Linked DNA regions of Mus musculus: region 1 is linked to region 2. Evidence: chromatin contacts called from public Hi-C data. All regions are on one chromosome and are shown on one strand. The core of a region is the stretch at or near the end of the contact, and the rest is flanking DNA. Distances in the headings are between cores, read along the strand shown.

Region 1 (4,847 bases), core at 495-2,994, 950 kb after region 2:
CCACACCTTTCTTCCTCAAAAAGGAAGAACCCTGCTGACAAGGATGATCGATATGCAAGGAGTGTCCTTCTAAATATATATTGTTGGGTAATGTCTTATCTCGTAGGAGGCAGAATGGATAGACAAAGTGATTTGGGGATGGAGACCTGTGTTCTAATTGATACGTCACCAGCCACTCTTGGCCTATTTGTATTCTTAATGAAATATATAAGAATAGAAAAATTCTTTCACCCCAAAATATTATTGAGATTATATGATATATGTACTCAGCAAATATTAATTCTCTCTCCTTTATTGTTTACAGAATATAATTGTTCTAGAGGAAATCAAAGAATTATTCAGGGAAAAAGAATGCTCTGGGTGGTAGTAACTAGACAGAGTGAAACATTACTAGAAAGTGTCGCTCACTGTCCTCCTGCTGCAGGGTCTGTTTAGTGTGTTGGAATCTTGAGCCCCGTGAGTGACAAGCATGGAAGTGACAACTCTTTCACATCGGTTCTGCAGATGAGCATCAGGGAGATTAATTTATTCCTGGAATAATTTGTTTGAGAGGTGGTTTGATCCTGGTGTTCGCTGCTCTTGCCAATGTGATTTTTATCTCGTACTTAATTCAACTATGGAGCTGTTACGGTTTTTATTTCCCAGAGAGTTTGGGACTTGCTCAAACATTCTCAGGCCTCAATCCAGCCTATTGCTCTGCCTGTTTCTGCTAAGACAAGTACAAGCTTGCCTTCCAATGACCTCCAATCAAAACCAATCAAATCTGCAAAGTTAATTGTAGTATTGCCTAAGCACTCAGAAGCCCAATAAATAATGAATGCTTATTAAACCATATTGACATGATAAATATTTTTACACGGTGTGTTTATTCAAGAGGTCTTGAAGAAAAAAAAAAAAACAGTCTCTTAGAGAACGACATTGTTTTTCTACCACCTGAGTGGAGCGAAAGCTGTGATTAAGGATCTATAAGTTTTATTTGCAGACTTTCAGTTCTGCCCTAACTTGGTTGAAACCATGGGTTCCGTCTTTCATTTCCTGAAACAAGTTTATTGCTGAGTCCAGCCTCTGGGCATTTGTATACAGCCCTGATGACCAACCGCTGCTCTAAGACCATCAAGGTCCCCCCAGTGTCTTCCATCAGGGGCATTTGGGGGGCAACCATGTCTTGATGGAGGTCTTCAGTTCGTTAGGGAGCTCTTGTGGAGGGAGGAGGGAGGGCTGTGTTAGTGGTGTGTGCAGTCTCTCCCACACCCTCACGCATAACCAGAGGTCTGAGAGCAAATGAGGAAGGAGTAAATGCAAGAGGTTGTCATTTCAGTTGTACATGGATCTGTGGCTGAACCACGAACTGACCAAGAAAGGCTCAGGAGAAGTGGAAAGTCATCAGATGTTTCCAGTTCAGATGAAACGCTGGAGGCAAAGGAAACTAAAAGAAATAGGGAGAGAGGGGCGGGGGAGATGGAAAGAAGAAAGGAAGAAGAAGGAAGGAGGGAAAGAGGAAGAAACTGAAGAAGAAGGAAAGAAGGAAGGAGGGAGGGAGGAAGGGAGGAAGAGGGAATGAGGAAGGAAGGATGAAGGGAGGAAGTGGGGAGGAAGAAAGGAAAAAAGGAAAGGCAGAAGGAAACGAAATGGGGAGTATGCATCTCTGCTCCTTTGAAAGAAGAGATTGCCCTTCACTGGCCTCAGGTTGTCTAACTCATAGGGCCAAATAAGTGGTTTGAAAAAGCAATACTGGCTTGAGCCCCAAACTGTGTTTGGGGAAGTGTGATGTTCACTCAGAATGAAGATGTTGAAGGAGACCAACTTCTCTTTCTCCTCTGCAGTTTGTGTCATCAGTTTCCAAGGATCTTTACCAGAACCACAGATCATTTGATCATATCCAACTAGACATTCAGAACTGTCTGGATCATATTTAGAAATCAAAAATGTAAAAAATCTTTTTAAAAAATTTGCTCAATTGAGCAAACGTGGAGAGTAACCAAGAATGCAGTGTCTCTGATCAAATAGCCTTTGATGCTGTAACCTGAAACTGGTCTGTTGCTGCATCTTGAGGTCTAGGTCTCCTCCCAAGAAAAGTGCCTGCTAGAAAACGGGAAGAGGCAGGAAGTGCTCCTGCACTCATTCTTGTATGTCTTCAGATGCGTGGAACGTGATATATACAAACTCCTTAGCTCCAGAAACACTGGAGAGCTTGGGGCAACGTGAAGGCAGGGAGAACTTTCTATATATTTCTAAATCAGACCTGAACCTAAACTTCCTGTCACTAGGAGCCAGCTCAAGTACCATGACCATAATTCAACATTTCATTTTCGAATGCTTTCCTTAGTCAGTGGACTTTCACTACTCTCCCTTTATCCTCTAGTATCTCTTAGTCCTACATTTCCCTGTCAAGAGTCTCTCCTATATTCTTCTATATGCAGGCTCTAAAGCCTACAGATTCAAATAGCCTTTAGTCCACTTGGCCACTCTTTTGAAACTATCCATTTAGCTCTGTCATGGGAGGGTTATGAGAGAAAACTTTGGCATAGCGTTTACTCTTGTGCAACTAATATGCAGACGTTGTTTTGTGCTGGACTCAGTAGGTAGAGTGCTGACATAGCAGACCACAGGCTCGGGATTGAATCTCTAGTACCACCTTAAACCAAGGTCATGTTCACCAGCCTGTAGACCCAGGACTCCAAGGAAGAAAGCAAGAAAATTAAAGAGTTCCAGGTCACCACAATCCTCAGCCCCACGTCACCCAGTTCGTGGGCAACCTGAGCTATCAGAGATCTTCTCTCTAAACAACAATGACTTTGCTAAATAAGCTATTTTCTATGCTCCCTCTCCCCCTCTGTTTTCTTTTCTTCCCTACATCTCTTCAATGTTTGCATCTTTCCATCTCACTTACTTCCCTTATATATTAGAAACTTCAGATTGCTCGAATATGACACCCTATTTTGAACTGCCATCTGAGGAAGGATGGCACACACAGGCTGCTATGAGAGGTCTGTTGAGTCATTTTGTTCTCTGTGGTTCTGAGAAGTCTAAGCATGGTGGGAGGGCTGTTAGCACTCTCCTTCTTAGAATCACCCTTTTCTACTAATGATGACAAACGACACTTTCATGAACAGTGCTGGAGTAGGCCCTTTATTTCAAAAGCTAATTTGCTGTTGCCATGGTGAAGACACACACACACACATACAACAACAACAACAACAACAACAACAACAACAAAAAACAAACCAAACAACGAAACAAAGCAAACTAAAAAAGAAGATTGGTAGGGACAGACAAAAACAAAAAACAAAACAAAATGGTTCGTTTTGTTTTGTTTTTGATGCTGCTTAGCAATCTTGAGCAGTCATTATTGATACTTTGTGGGTCTGGGAGAAAGCTCATTTTGTAAAGTGCTTGCCTCATGAGTGTGAAGACAAGGTTTGATTTCTAGAACTTACATAAAAAGCAAATAGTGGGTGTCTATTGCCTTAAAGCTGAAGGGGGTTTGCTTTTGATATAATTGTCTCTGACATGAAAGACACACAGAGACCCACTAGGACCCTTTCACTCTTCAGCATCCTTTCCTAGTTTCTCCCTTATGGAGCCTTAGTGAAGGTCAATTGTTCCTCTAGGAGAGAGAATACAGGTGCAGATGTAAGCTTAACTCATTGAAGGGTCAACTAGGCGACTGCTGTTCTGTTGCAAAGCTGCATGCACATGGTCCAATGCAGCCAGAGGAAATAGGAGACGAGAAAGCCTGGTGCTGCAGCTCTTGTTTTTGGATTTTGTTTATGTGTTTTTGTTTTGTTTTGCTTTTTTTTCCTGCCTAGAAAACACAAAGTTCCTCGTTTTTCATCTCCCTTCATATATTTATTGGATTTTTCACATTATTGCATTTGCTTAAAGTTCCAGAGAATAAACATAATAACACCATTGATTGAAATAATTAAAATAGATAGCTTCAATAACAGCAGAACCAAACAGCGATGAAGCAGCTGACTTTTCTTTTATCATTCTCTTGGGAGACTAGGTTTTCAAAAGCCAGTATATTCTGCTATTGGAAATGACAATGTCACAAGGTACAAAGCTCTGTGGGCAGAGGCAGGACCTGCCTTGTTCTTCAGAGATCCAAGCACCTGGAAAAGACTCCACAGTGGTCCTTCATTTGTGACAGGAAGTCTTCTCCTTCTGGGAGATCATTCTGTGAGTTTAATTACATCCTACAGGTCCTTCCACAGTCTCGGTGTTTGCCTATTAGTAAGTGAATTAGCTTCAGACATTCATGCATGATGAATAATAGAGAATTCTATTTTCCTTTTAGGGAAACTACACTTCCCGAGAAAAATCTTTAAAATACATCACTTGATTAACCAAGCAAGAACATTAACACATAAGGGGAAAATCAAAATAGAAGGATATGCCCTGTCCCCAGTGGAAAGGGCCTCTCTCTCTAGGCCCTTCTAAGACATGGGGCTGTGAATCCTGGAAGAAGAACTTCAAAGTAGGGTCCTCCTTACGGAAATGGTGACGTCTGCAAATAGGCAGCAATTTCACAGAAGGCCATTCCTTTGTCTAGCTGATTTCTGGTTAATTTGAGTTTCCTTCTTATGTGTATGAGTGTGTCTCTGTATGTATCTCTGGGGCATGTAGTTGTATTGGTGTGTGTTTGTGTGTGAGTGTGTGTGTGTGCACATGTGCACAAATGTGTAAGCTGTCTGGCACTTGAGCATCATTCCTCAGACACCACGGAAAAAGTTGTCATACTGAACTAGAACTTCTCCAAGTAGAGTAGGCTGGCTGGCCAGGTAGCCCAGGCAGATCTCTCTATCTGCACTCTCCCACCATCTCTGTCTGCTTTATATGGATGC
Region 2 (4,772 bases), core at 1,002-3,501:
TAAGATCCTTATTATATCATTTTCTAACTTGTACTGTTGAAGATACCTTGGAAGAATTTTGGTGGTGAATACATTTTTGGAAAAGTGCCCACCCCACCCCACTCCCCCAAAAAAAAGAAAAAAAGAAAAAGGAAAGCTACTTGACATGAATGCCGAGAACCAATGTCAAATCTGCTGTGCTAACAGCATGTTCTCTTAACCACTGAGCCATATCTCCAGACACTCTTAGGTTTCTGGAGTTTGGAAATGAGCAAGTCTACAATGTTTTCTTGTCTGTATGAATAAAATTAAAAAATAAAAATTTCCCACAATTAAGGATTCTTACTGTTCTACATTTAAAAATTTTAGTGTGTGTGTGTGTGTGTGCATGTGTGTGTGTGTGTGTGTATGTGTGTGTGTGTGTGTGTGTGTGTGTGTGTGTGCGCGCGCGCGTGCGCGTGCACAAGAACTCAGGTGAATGTAGACAGGCATTGGCCAGTGTGGAGATCAGAGAGCATCTGTTGGCTGGTTCCTTCTATATGTGGTTCCTGGGGATTGAACTCAGTTCAAGTCTGAGCATAGCTACCAATGCCTTTTACGTACTGAGCTAGCTTGATGGACCTAAAACCTAGTTAAAAGAGAGGAATGTGTGCTTGGGATACTCAGGATTTCTAGATGTGGTCTTTTATCCTTTCCTAACCACAATTTCCCATATGCTTTGGAATTTGATAGGAACCCCAAACAAGAACTCACATACATCCCCACAGACAGAGTTGTGAAGACATTTGTATGTCACAAGTACTTTCCATTGCTGGAACATGAGGCAATTATGTTCATAACTTCATAAACCTGCTAGTCTCTTCCATGATTGGGCCACAAGTGCTGTTTCTTTATATCACTTCTTATTACTAGAGAATTTGCGGTCATCTGTGCTCTAGAAGAAGCGCTTGTATCTGCTCACGCCCAAGTACGATTTCCATAGCGTCCAGATAAATGTGCTCCAAGGCATCTGGTGACTTTTACTCTTTTATATACTATCAAAAATCTCAAAATGAAAACTACATAAAAAAGATCACAACTCATGAAAATTATAACATTCAAAATGGTTTAGTTGAAGAATAACTAAAATGTCAACAAGTTAGAAAGATAGCAAAGCATCGAATAGACATGTTTTTATTTAAGATTTTTGGTGATGTGAAATCATTTCAAGATTGGGAAGATAACTCAGGCAGCAAAATGCTTGCTTTGGAAACAAGAAGACCAGAGTCTCATCTCCAGAATCCAGGATAAAACAATGCCACATCTGTTGACCCCTGCTAGTAATCCTAGCACTAGGGAGGCAGGGAGATGGATCTCTTGAGCTTCTTTCTGCCAGCCTGGCCTGTCTAGTGAGTTCCAGAAATGAAAAATCATTTCACAAATAGAAAAAGGTTAAGTGGTGTCTGAGGAAGGACACTTGACTTTTACCCTTTACAAACATGCACACACACACACACACACACACACACACACACACACACACACACTTAACATTCTCTGTCTCCCACACAAGTGCTGTGTGTATTTACATACATTTGTGAATAAGTTCATTCACAAATACATATGCATATGTACTTTCCGACATACATGCACTCACATGCAGATGATCACACATACAGCATAGAAACTCATACAATTAATTAAGATCTGTGTACTCAGAGATAAATAAGTTCATTTATACTAACAAGTACAGCTATTTTGTCTCTAAATAAAATGCTAATGTGATGCAAATGGTATTTGTCTATCTTAAATAAATGTATCTCTCTTGACTATAAAGTAGTAGAACTAGATCTAATTATAAGAGTTTAGCATACATTCATTTTTAGCCAACATCTAAATTATATAAATATTAAAATCTAGAAAGACAACAGAACATATTATTAGGTCAGTATCTTACTATAAACATTTCAAATTAATTATTAACCTTCTATAATCAACTAATTTATTTTGATATACTGAAATATAAAAAATATAGCCACATGAATTATTTTAATTATGTCAATTTTATTTGAATGCTGCATGCATTCCATCTCATTTTAATTAGAGCTATTTATATTGGTATTATTATAAACACAACACATATCACTTTTTATTTAAAATGGCAGTCACGAAGGAGAAGGAACTAATCAGAGATCAAGAAGTCAAATAAAAATTGCATGGCTTAACAGAATGCTTTGCAGAGCAGGAGGAAGTAAGTCATTAGGAAGCTCCATTTCTGTTTGCCTGGTTTTTGACTTATACTCTCGTGATTTGCTTGTAACAGTGCTTCATAATTTGCTTTACAAACAGTGCTTTGCAATACTAAGCAGATGTGTCTTGGTTAAAATTTTGTCTCTCATTCCATGGGTATGTGTAGGATGGAAATTTTTCAATCTGCTCTCTCTGTCTCTGTCTCTATCTCTGTCTCTGTCTCTGTCTCTGTCTCTCTCTCTTTCTTTCTCTCTCTCTCTCTCTGTGTGTGTAATTATTCCTATATATGTTTTAATGTATTATTTGAGAATTACATATATGAACGCAGTGTATTTCAATCCTATTCACCTAACTCTTTCAGATCCTTCTCTTATACCCCCATTTCTAATTTTTAAGTTCTTTTGTGAAATCATTATATACTTTTTAATTGGTTAATTTATTTATTTACATTTCAAATGTTATCCTCCTTCCTGGTTTCCCCTTCAAAACCACCCTATCCCATATCACTCCCCCCTGCTCTTATATGGATGCTCCACCACCCACCCACACACTCCTGCCTCATCCCCCAAGCATTTCCTTATGCTGGGACATTGAGCCTTCCCAGAACCAAGGGCCTCCCCTCTCATAGATGCCATACTAAATTCTTTTATTAATAACCCACTAAGACCAATTAGTGCTGCCACAATTGCATGGGGGGGTGGGGTCATCCACAGGAGCAGAGTATCAAGCTGCTTTCTTTTCTTTTCTTTCTTTTTTTTTTTTTGTGTGTGTGTGTTGTTGTTCTTATTTTGTTTTATGCAGAAATTTGTGGAGTGCTCAGTCCTTTCCAGAAAAACACATTTTTTTTCTGCATTGGACAGTGGTTAATTCAGACTCACAACTTAAGCACAGAGAGTAAGTGCTCAGTGGTAAGTAGGTATATATATATCTTAAACTCTATCCCTCAAAGCTGAAGGAACATTAGGGGTCTTGATTTTTTTGACAGTCTTGCAGGCAATCTCCAGGCCATAGACTTACAATCATAGTTTGTGCAGCAAGGATAGCCGTGAGTCCCAATGTCATCCATATCCAATTTCCACAGAATAATGTGGGCATAAAATTTTTGCAACCTACTTTTAATAAGGGTTCAACCTCTCCTCTAGCCTGCCACCCAGCAGAGGTAGTAGAAGAGAAAAGTTATTAGGATGAGGGGACTTGGACCTGTTACAGCAATAGTTCCTTGGGGGCGAGTTTTATCTTCTTTCTCAGCAGTTCAGTTTAGTAGCGCAAACCAAATATGACTCAGCAGCTGCAAATCAGCCCTCTATGCACACAGATACTGCACATGAACCTGCAGCTGTAAGTCCAGTCATCTTGGCAGGCAGACACCAGGCACGAATGACAACCAGCCTGAGATGAGGCCGTGGAAGCTGCAAGCTGCCACAGAAACATCACAAGCAGTTCTTGGCAAGGTTCTCCCAATGGATGCATTACCACAACAAGGCTATGTAAGGTGAACCAATACATGCATATCATTAGCAAAGAAGAATATCTAGGTAAAGCAAAACAAATCAAAGCTCAGTGCTCATCTCCAGTTGTCTGTGGGGTCATATTTATACCCTTTATCAAGCATCCTTTCATGTGTTTGCTATATCAAAACATCCTTTCACCTATGTTTGCTTCAGGAAAATATTCTCTCACATGTTTGTTTTAACAAGACATCCTTTCTTCTGTGTGCCCCAGGAAAACATCATTTGACATAACCAACTTTCCAAAGGAACTAGAAGTTTCCACTTCAGAATAACCTGATTGCCAGCTTAAAAACTATAGAATTCTAAGGCTCATCTCAGACCCAGGGAACCTAAACCTACAGCCAGTTTTTATCATTTCATCATGGTCTCCATGTGAATGTGTGTGTGCAACAATGTTGGCTAAGACACATTTCTGAGAGCATCTTGGGATTGAAGTGATATGAGGATTTCAACCTCAGTATTAAATTCAAAAGTTGGAGAAAATTTCCCAAAATTAATGAAGCAAAACCTATTAAGCAATAGAACTGGTATGGAAAAGTATCTACCCAGAAGTTATCTGAGATATTCACCCTTTAAAGACATGCTTAAAGACATGTTTTGCCTTTCTATCTGTGATGGTATGGACTTTAACTCCTAGATCAATAGAATTCCCACTTTGGCATCCATGAGAACCCCCTTTAGAGTCTGATCCAACAGAGTACTGTATCAATACTAGGAGAGCGAAAGAGAATGAAGGAGCAAAGAAGGGAGGAAAGAGTCAGGAATGAGAAAGACAGATGAAGCGGGGAGAACCTTTTGAGCTGAAAAATGACAGCACGGAATGAAGAAAAATGAACCTATCCTTCAGTTTCTTACTTATCAGTAAGCTGATTATACCCAGTATTGGTAGAATGTTTATATATTGGATAGTGACATAAAAACATATGTATTCAATCTATGCATATCTCTACTATTAGGAAAATTCACACACACACACACAGACACACACACACACACACACACACACACACACACACACACACTATGAGCTGTATCTTGTGCGTATTTCAGTGA

Evidence for each region. Hi-C and Micro-C count contacts between places; a contact is called where the count stands out from the background.
Region 1: a Hi-C map of bone marrow-derived macrophages shows a contact between it and region 2, with 10 read pairs. The contact joins two enhancer-like sites. A contact is called at or near these places in 1 of 484 Hi-C or Micro-C datasets (bone marrow-derived macrophages) and 2 of 115 datasets of contacts at active chromatin or transcription factors (embryonic hindbrain and microglia).

Annotation. Positions count from the first base shown.
Region 1 is chr13:5,887,192-5,892,038 of GRCm38.p6, forward strand. No RefSeq gene overlaps it. Among named protein-coding and RNA genes, the nearest start is that of Gm46401, 26 kb to the right of the region's middle. Within about 2 kb of position 1,745, at least 111 of the 459 cell types and tissues checked have an H3K27ac peak or open chromatin away from gene starts, as enhancers often do. A contact at or near this core is called in bone marrow-derived macrophages, where this site is marked.
Region 2 is chr13:4,932,615-4,937,386 of GRCm38.p6, forward strand. No RefSeq gene overlaps it. Among named protein-coding and RNA genes, the nearest start is that of Gm40658, 210 kb to the left of the region's middle. Within about 2 kb of position 2,252, at least 1 of the 459 cell types and tissues checked has an H3K27ac peak or open chromatin away from gene starts, as enhancers often do. A contact at or near this core is called in bone marrow-derived macrophages, where this site is marked.